Linked DNA regions of Mus musculus: region 2 is linked to region 1. A link is a contact called in public Hi-C data. All regions are on one chromosome and are shown on one strand. Each heading gives the region's core, a stretch centred on a gene start, on an enhancer-like site or on the middle of the called end of the contact. The rest is flanking DNA. Distances are from core to core; before and after follow the strand shown. Region 1 overlaps Map1b (microtubule-associated protein 1B). Region 2 has its middle 46 kb from the start of Gm26559.

Evidence for each region. Hi-C and Micro-C count contacts between places; a contact is called where the count stands out from the background.
Region 2: a Hi-C map of rod photoreceptor shows a contact between it and region 1, with 1.8 times the contacts expected there. The contact joins two enhancer-like sites. A contact is called at or near these places in 3 of 484 Hi-C or Micro-C datasets (hematopoietic stem and progenitor cells, nephron progenitors and rod photoreceptor) and 2 of 9 other capture datasets (adipose tissue and pancreatic islet).

What each region holds. Positions count from the first base shown.
Region 1 is chr13:99,450,187-99,454,490 of GRCm38.p6, reverse strand. All of the region lies in intron 2 of Map1b (microtubule-associated protein 1B), which reads left to right. Among named protein-coding and RNA genes, the nearest start is that of 6430562O15Rik, 40 kb to the right of the region's middle. Within about 2 kb of position 1,835, at least 9 of the 459 cell types and tissues checked have an H3K27ac peak or open chromatin away from gene starts, as enhancers often do. A contact at or near this core is called in rod photoreceptor, where this site is marked.
Region 2 is chr13:99,560,303-99,564,689 of GRCm38.p6, reverse strand. No RefSeq gene overlaps it. Among named protein-coding and RNA genes, the nearest start is that of Gm26559, 46 kb to the right of the region's middle. Within about 2 kb of position 2,314, at least 31 of the 459 cell types and tissues checked have an H3K27ac peak or open chromatin away from gene starts, as enhancers often do. A contact at or near this core is called in rod photoreceptor, where this site is marked.

The DNA of each region.
Region 1 (4,304 bases), core at 586-3,085:
CCCCCCATTAAACTGTATTCCCTTCAGGACAGAGGGGGTGTCACTCATATTTTAACCCCCGAGCTTCATTTAAGAAGATCCCGCTGATCCGCCTGAATTAAGTTCCAGAAAATCTGTCCTCTGTAGGCAGTGAGTATCACCTGCACAAATAGGAAACGCTTCTTTTTACAATGGTAGCAGGGCCCCGAAGATTTAAATAACTCTCTCTGAAACTTTCTTCTCAAGAAAGTCTAGCTGGGTTTAGTGGCCCAGATACTCAAAAGGCTGAGGCAGAAGAGGACCACCAGCTCAAGGCCTGCCTGGTCACCTTAATGAGAACTTTTCTCAAAATAACAAAGTTGAACAGGGCCAGGGGTGTAGCTCAGTGGTAGAGCTCTTGCTGAGCATGTTTAAGGCACTAGTTCATTCAATACTAATCATCACAAAACAAGCAAACAAGCAAACAAAACTCCCAGAGTCAACAACCACACAAACAAAGGCAGTTACATCTGATTGGGAAAACCTAAGAAAATGTAATTTTAAGATGAAAGTGCCGGTATTAATAATCTCCTGGTACTACCTAACTCACCACAAAGACGCGTAGCAGGTGGTTTTCAAAATAAAAGGCCCCGATATTATTTATCAGAGATTGGAATTACTTTTCAATCTAAGAAAATATATCTCACCTCTCTCTCTCTCTCTCTCTCTCTCTCTCTCTCTCTCTCTCTCTCTCTCTCTCTCCATATATGTATATATTATATGTGTGTGTTGTTTGTTTTTCTTGATAGAGTGTCTCTGTGTAGCCCTGGCTGTCCTAGAAGTTACTCTATAGACCAGACTGGCTTCGAACTCAGAGAACTACCCACCTCTGCCTCCCTAGTGCTGAGATAAAAGGCATGCAGTACACCCAGCTATAAACCTTTTTTTTTTTTTTTTTAAGAAAGCCTTGTGGGCTGGGAGTGTAGCTCATCAAGAGAATCCTGAGTTCATTCCTCAGTACCACAAGAAAAAAAAAGTTAATTTAACTGTAAAATCTTAAGACATTCTGAGAAGCTAATGTAAGGAGTGAGAGTCAGGAACCATATGGCTGGATTGAACTTCTACTTGACCAGCTCACTGTATCTGTGTGATTGAGACAGCCAACTCTTAAACAGGTGGTCCCTCAGCTTCAACCTCTCTACCTGTACAGTAGGAGGGATTACAATGGTACATTTTTTTTATATGTATTTAGAAAAGACAACATGGCGGCTGGCGAGATGGCTCAGCAGCTAAGAGCACTGACTGCTCTTCCGAAGGTCCTGAGTTCAAATCCCGGCAACCAAGTGTTTGGTACCCAATCCCAGTACAAATGTTCCCCTGTATCCATAGGAAATCTTTTGGCATCTATAAGTCAGGGTCTATAAAGCCATGCAGGTCTGATCTTCTCTGAAGCTTCCTTCTCTGTAAAATGGGGAGAGCGGGGGAAAAATACTGTCACCAGGGTTCCTTCGGGTGTCCCAGGTGAAAAAGGCAAATTCAGACTCCATCCAGCATGAGAGCGACCAATCCTCAGGAGACTGGGGAGGAGGCCTCACATCTTCAGGGCAAAGGAAAGAACTCCGTGCTGGTACATAAGGAGCAAGACGATTTTCTTCTGTGTTAGGGTGGTTTTATTATTATTGTTGCTTGTTTGTCTGTCTGTTTGTTTGTTGCTGGGATTTGGAATTTGGGGGTGTTGGGGAGGTTGAGAAAGGAAGAGAGAGCTCCTAGTTCCCACCCTATCCAAACCCAGGGAAGCAGATTCAGAGGCTTGGACCAGGCTAAACAGAATGAACACAGAGGAGCATATTGGGAGTGCTGCAGTGAGTCATGCGTGCTGATCCGCTTTAATGAGCCTGATGTGGTCCTGAGGAGCCTGAACAGGGCAGACCTATCTGTATCTGATGTGCCATGTGGAGTAAATGCCTTGTGGGTGATGGGACCTCAGGCCAATCCTGTAAGTCTAGGCCCACAGTGGGTGTTGTTTGTTCTTTAGGTGACCTCCAGGGAGCCTGATTTTATCTACGTTGTTGATATTTCTTTCTTTTGTCTGCCACTGTTCACTTCTAACCCTTGACAGTTTGTCTGGAGGCTTTGAAAGCCTAGTGAAGAGGGTCTGGGTGTGGTGGCAAATGCCTACAAGAGGATGAGACAGGAGGATCATGAGTTGGAGGCTAGGTTGAGCTAGAGGGCTAGAAACCACAGGGCTAGAGAGCTGGCTCAGGGAGAAAGAGCTATTTTCTTGCAAAGGACTAGAGTCCATATCCCAGCACCTGAGCAAGTAGCTCACAACCACCTACAGCTCCAGTCCCAGGAGAGCCAGTGCCCTCTTCTGGCCTCTACATACCTGTGCATAAATATGTGCAGACATGTAATTACACATAAGGGAAGAAAGAAAGAGAGGAAGAAAGAAAGAAAGAAAGAAAGAAAGAAAGAAAGAAAGAAAGAAAGAAAGAAAGAGAGAGAGAGAGAGAGAGAGAGAGGGAGGGAGGGAGGGAGGGAGGGAGGGAGGGAGGGAGGGAGGGAGGGAGGGAGGGAGGGAGGGAGGGAGGGAGGGAGGGAGGGAGGGAGAAAGGAAGGAAGGAAGGAAGGAAGGAAGGAAGGAAGGAAGGAAGGAAGGAAGGAAGAGGAAGGAAGGGAGGAAGGAAGGAAGGAAGGAAGGAAGGAAGGCAAGGGAAGGAAGGAAGGAAGGAAGGAAGGAAGGAAGGAAGGAAGGAAGGAAGGAAGGGAGAAAAAAGGGGAGATGGTGGGAGGAAGATATTAAAAAGCAAATGAAGAGGCTAGGGAAGGGCTGAAGAGGGAGACAAATATGGTGGGCGATTTAGAAAGTGAATAAGAACTTTGCAAAGAGAACAGAAGCCACTGCTTTGCGTCCTAGCACTGCAAATTCTGGATGAGGGAATATGGAACACAAAACAAGGACTCTCCTGCCAGCAGGGGCAAAGCCAGACTGCTATAGCCAAAGGCTGGTGATCTCTACGTACTTGGACCAGCTTGGGACAGAGAGAACCTTGGGAGTTGGCTCTTTAGTTACTTGTTTCTAGGTTGGGAACACATGAAGTCCAGGAGGGCAGGGCACCCAAGGGAAGGATGGATGGAAGGCCCAGCACCTTGGAAAACGAGACCACAGCCAGTGACAGGGAAAAAGAAAAATAGTTAACGGCAAGGGAGTGTAGGGAAATGAGATATAGACTCAAATCACGGAATTGTCTGCAACTGTAAAACCAAGCTGATGAAAAGGAGCCATGTTGCTTCCAAGCACTGATCAGCTCATTTACACTGAAAATAGATTATTCAGAATACGCCCCGGATTTGTGTACAATGGGATTCGATGCTTTAATTCTCTTAAAAACTAAATGGTCAGAATCTGAAGAACAACGTGACTGTGAAGGACACGCCACAGAGCTGAAACATCAAAAACAAAGACTTCTTTTCAACAGGAAAGCAATCTCATTTCTGGGACTGTCAGCGGGGAGGATGGGGGAGAACTTGGCTGACCATTCAGCAGAAACAACCCTGATGGAGGCTTGATCACGCTGTCCAGCAGATTTTGGATGACTGTCAGCTGGCCCACGCTGTGTGTTAACCTCTTACAAAAGGAAGTGTTGGCTTTAAAATCAGGCAACCTTTATTTTGGGTGAGTGGCTCAGGAGGAGTGAAAGGGATAACGCCACATCCCTGACCTTGGCCATGAGAAGTTGGGCAGGTCATTAGACCTCAGGTTTGTGGTCCATGAAGAGGAGAGAATGTTTGCACTCAGGCTGTCTTTGGAGTGTTAGGAGACTTAAACACAGCCTCCACCTGCAAGACGGAATGCTTAGCTCTCCTAAATCACTCTCCACATTTAAGATTTGGTCGCTGTGTTCTTGGGATGGGCTTTCAGCCTTGTAGTTAACTTGTGATCCAAGGAGATTGGCAGCTCCCACATGGAACGTTCTCTTACTCCCCATGCTCGTAAGGTCAGCCTTTCCACTGGATTATGTTTGGGTTGCCTTCTACCTCTGGTCCTGCTGCCTCAGATACCAGGCTAGAAGTTCCTTTCCCAAGCCTAAGGTTAAACTGGTAAGTCAGAAGAGATGAACAAGGTGACTTGATGAGAGAAGTCCTTGGAGAATTCAAACTCCCTATAGGGTGAAAGGCGTTGTCTCCCCAGAGGGAAGCCGTATCATTTCCTGATAAACAGTTGGCTTTCTGTTTTCTGTGCTGACGCCAAGGCTGGTCTTTGGGGGATCCTAGCAATCAGGAGATACCAAGTCCCCCAGCGCCTTTGTTTTCTCAAGCTTCTCAGAAAGCAGCCTTTAAGGGTT
Region 2 (4,387 bases), core at 1,065-3,564, 110 kb before region 1:
CAAATGTGCAGATAATTTTCACTGTATATCGAATTAGGTTCCATCAGGAATATAGACAGGAGTGATATAGCTAGCTTCATTTGTAGACAAAAATATTAGTTATTTTTCACCCCAGTTGAGAAAGTGAGGTTGTCGCTCTCCATGGTGCTGAAACATCGACCAACTAATGTTTGCTTAACTTGATGACTTTATCCTCTAAGACTTGAGGCTACCAGGCTTGAATAATGATCTGGAGAAAGGTGAGGTAAGTTGAGGAGCTTAAATATCCAAAGAATAGACCAAGGAGATTTTTTTACAGTTCAGGATCTTGTGACTGGAAAGAATTTCAGGGTGTATCTAGAATAACCCTTTAATTCAGCAACTGAGGAAACGAAAAAATGAAGAAAGCCAACTCCCCAGTTCTACGCAGTAGAAATTCAGGACCCACTGGATGTGATACAATGAGGAATAGCTAGTTTGTAGAGTCAATCTTAACATTGCCAACACAACAAATTTTTCCACCAGTTGGGCGTGACCCCATTTGTGACATCGGTGAAAGGTTATCCACATAACATTTTCTGGCTTGTCTATGTACTTCGCTGAATTTACCCTAAACACCTCCAATCAGTACATAACACCCTTGTGGGTATTCAAGCCTTGAATGGAGGCTCAGAGCAACTTCCCAGGCTCTGCAGCTGACTTCTACTGTTTCTTACCGTGATGCTGTGTCTGACTTGTCTGCCATGGTTCCTAAGGCTGGAACTTGAGAGAGCTGGCTACGCACAAACATTGCCCTTCTCTTAGGTGGATGAATACACTTAGTGAGATTGTAGGTCTGTCATTTGGTGACAGCTAGTGACACTGCAGAACAGGACAGATGGGTGAAACACCAAAGAAATGCATCCCACAGAGGCTCAGTGAAGCAAGGGTTCATCAACCAATTCATCATCTGGTTAAAAAGGGAAATAAAAAGGACAAGAATTTTCTGCCACAGGTTACACACTGGTCAAGCAGTGGGGAGGTGTTTTGTTTTGTCTTGTGTTGTGTTGTTTTGGTTTTGCTTTTCTTTTGGCCTGGTATCACTTATATAAAAACATACTAAGAGATAAGATTTGCATTAACAAGGAAGCTACTTTAAACCTCCATTTTAATTTTTATACAATTCTCTCTCTCTCTCTCTCTCTCTCTCTCTCTCTCTCTCTCTCTCTCTCTCTGTGTGTGTGTGTGTGTGTGTGTGTGTGTGTGTGTGTGTGTGTGTGTGTGTGTAAAACAACAGGCACTCAGAGTCATTAATGACTAGTGAAAATAAGTAGTGAATTGCAACCAAGATACAATAAACCTGACTGTGAAACAGAAACCAGGGAAGTTCCTGCTTGCCTTGCAGAGGCTCGCTGAAACCTTAGGGCTTGGATGGAGGCCACTCAGCTGCTCCAAGAGCCAACTTCATTCAGCCTCGGGGCTCCAGAGCCAAGAGCAGGTGCAGTTACTTGCCTGCTCTCCCCAGAGGCTACCAAGAGTTCTGCTGAGACTCACACTGTCAACAAAGGCCAGGAAAAAGGGACTTTCTTGGATGTTTCAGTAGCCTGTGTCAGAGATGGAGACTCAGACAAACAAAAAGGCTAGTCCAGGTACTTGGGTTCTTGCCTGTACTCATGACACTTCAGACCCAGAGATGCTGAGGGTGCCGCCAGTTTTGCCTTGGTGTCCTTTCTGAATCTTTCACCACTTGCTGAAAGCCTCTGCCACAGCTGCTTTTTCTACCACACTAGAAGAGCATACATTTAACTGTCTATGCATTATCTACTGTGTATCTGTCTGTCTATCTATCTATCTATCTATCTATCTATCTGTCTGTCTATCTATCACCTATCTTTCTATTCATTTATCTATCTATTCTGAATTATCTTTTTCCACTTCAGCTAAAGTATCACTTTCTTGCAGTTGTAGAACACTCCCTCTTGCTGATCCCCCCATCCCCCAAATCAGAGCATCATGGCAAAGACCAGGGCCTTAATCTCTCACTGTCCAGAGAGAATCTAGGAGCCCAGGTTTGCCTCCAAGAACGCCTATAACTAAGAAAACCCTAGTCAGAACAAAGCTGCCAAAAGTTCTCTACCCACCAAACTCAGATTCCCTGACACCTGGGAAGTTTGAGGGAACTAAATAAATGGTAGGGTGTGGGTAAGGAAGGCTCCTGAAGAGCTGAGCCACCTTCCCGAAAGGCCCTCCAGAGGCTACAGCAGCACCGGATTCTGCACTGCAGGCTGAAGCCTATTTAATTGCTGGTAATTAAGGCCGGATCTATAGTTTCTGGGCATGCCCTGTGGGGGAGGGCCTGCCTTCCTGGCCTCTGGTGAGCTGCAGGGAAGCAATCAGTGCTGCACGGATCTTGCAGCTCTGCAGTTCATAGCAGGGCCTGTTGCTGGGCAATTTCCAGCACAAAGGTTGTTTGTAAAGCTGCATTTTGAAGCTAGAAACTTGTCTTTTCAAAAGAAATAAGTATAGAGTAGAAACAGTTCATCCTTATGGAGCGCGTACTAGAGGTCTGACATTGTGGTAAGCATGTTTAATTCTCAAAAGATGGTGGTGGGTAAATTTTTAATTGATGGTGATAAGATTAGATAATTCACTCTAGACCCACAGTTGGCACAGAGTTAAAATCTAATTAATTGGATTCCAGAATCCCGGCTGTTAGCCACTGTGGTCTTCAGCAGAGACTGCAAACTGGTAGCCTTATTTGTAAACCTTCAAGGTGTATAGATCCGTGAGTCCCACGTTCTTCTTTCTTTTCTCTCTTTTTTTCTTCTTTTGACTGCCCTGAATTGTTTCTTAGGTACGAATGTTTACAAACATTACTTACATCTTGTGCTAATGGCAACAGTGGGGCTGGAGAGTATTGAGCCCCATGAGAACCACACCAACCATAAGATGAATTGTGTGGCCCTTCCCTTGGTTCTGGTTCTCGCTGCTCGCCAGAGTCAGGACTTGTGTTCAGTGACTCACTGGGCCCCATGGTTCCTTCTGAGAGCTTTAAGGATTTCCCCAGTGAGGATAACCTTGAAGATTTTATATGTGGAATCTTCCCCCGCCCAGTAAGAATTCAAGACTCTCAAAGCCCCACAGTGGGGTCCAACTCTTCAGAGGCGGACTGAAGAGTTCCAGCAAACGAGCTAACCAGGTTTGCTGTAAGATGCGCCTTTAGGAGCTGGGCGTTTGCAGCCACCGGGGGGGGGGGGGGGGGGCGCAGAGAGCTGTCACTATTGCCAGCAGTGTACCTTCATGCCCTTGTGGGCATCCATCTCAGGTCACCTGATGGCTGCCCTGGATGGAAAGGAAGGAGCCCTTTCTCATAATCCCTTTAGTGGCTCTGCTCACATTACTTTAAAATATGGAAATGCCCAATAAAAATTCAGATTTCTGGTGTTCTTGGGGGAAAAAAAACTGCTAATAATACAGGCAGTGAATTGGGTCTGAGTGATCATTGCCCCTTCTCTGGGGTAGGCAGCATCTAGTCTCTCCTGCTTGTGCCACTCCATCTAAACCCTAGCCTGTCTCCTGCCCTCCCTGGCATGCTGAGACTGTGACACTGTTTGCCATTAAGCAAAGTACAATAAGAGCAGGAGGAGGGTTAGAATAAAGAGGCAGGGTAGTGAGGCTCAGACTCACCAGCAGCAAGGGCAATTGCAGTCATTCATTCAAAGAGGAAAAGCCCGTTGTTGCAGGAGTCTAATGTGTCCCCAGTCTCATTGTTAAGCTTACAGATAAGCAGAGACAAGCTGGCTCGGGGTGGGTTGAGAGTCCCAGAAATCTCAAGATGCACTGCTGCCCCAGACCGCATGTCTCTCCTCATCTGCTTTTAAGAGATTACTTTTCAGAAGGCTTGGCCATAAGCCCTGCTTTATCATTCCTGCCGGAGCTTCCAGCTGGACAGAATCTGCAAGCTAAAAGCTTTCGTCTTACAGAAAAGAAGAGCATTTGGCTGCCTGCAGCTGGCCAGCTTCACGGGCCTGCTTGCTTCTGGGTAACCAAGTGGGAAATTTCATCTGTGCTTTGAGTTTCTTGCAATTTCTGTCTATTCCTGGTAAGGGCAGAGTTCAGGTTCATTCCTGCACACCCACAGCCCTCCCTATTAGAAGGCACTGGAGACCTGGTCATCAGAGTCCATCAAAGGCAAGGATGACCATGAACTGGGCGATGCTGAGGTACAGATTGTGATGTAAATTAAGGGAGCAAGAACGATCCCATAAATACTTCCTTTTTTTTTTTTTTTTTTTTTAAAGATTTATTTATTTATTATATGTAAGTACACTGTAGCTGTCTTCAGACACTCCAGAAGAGGGCGTCAGATCTTGTTACAGATGGTTGTGAGCCACCATGTGGTTGCTGGGATTTGAACTCCTGACCTTCG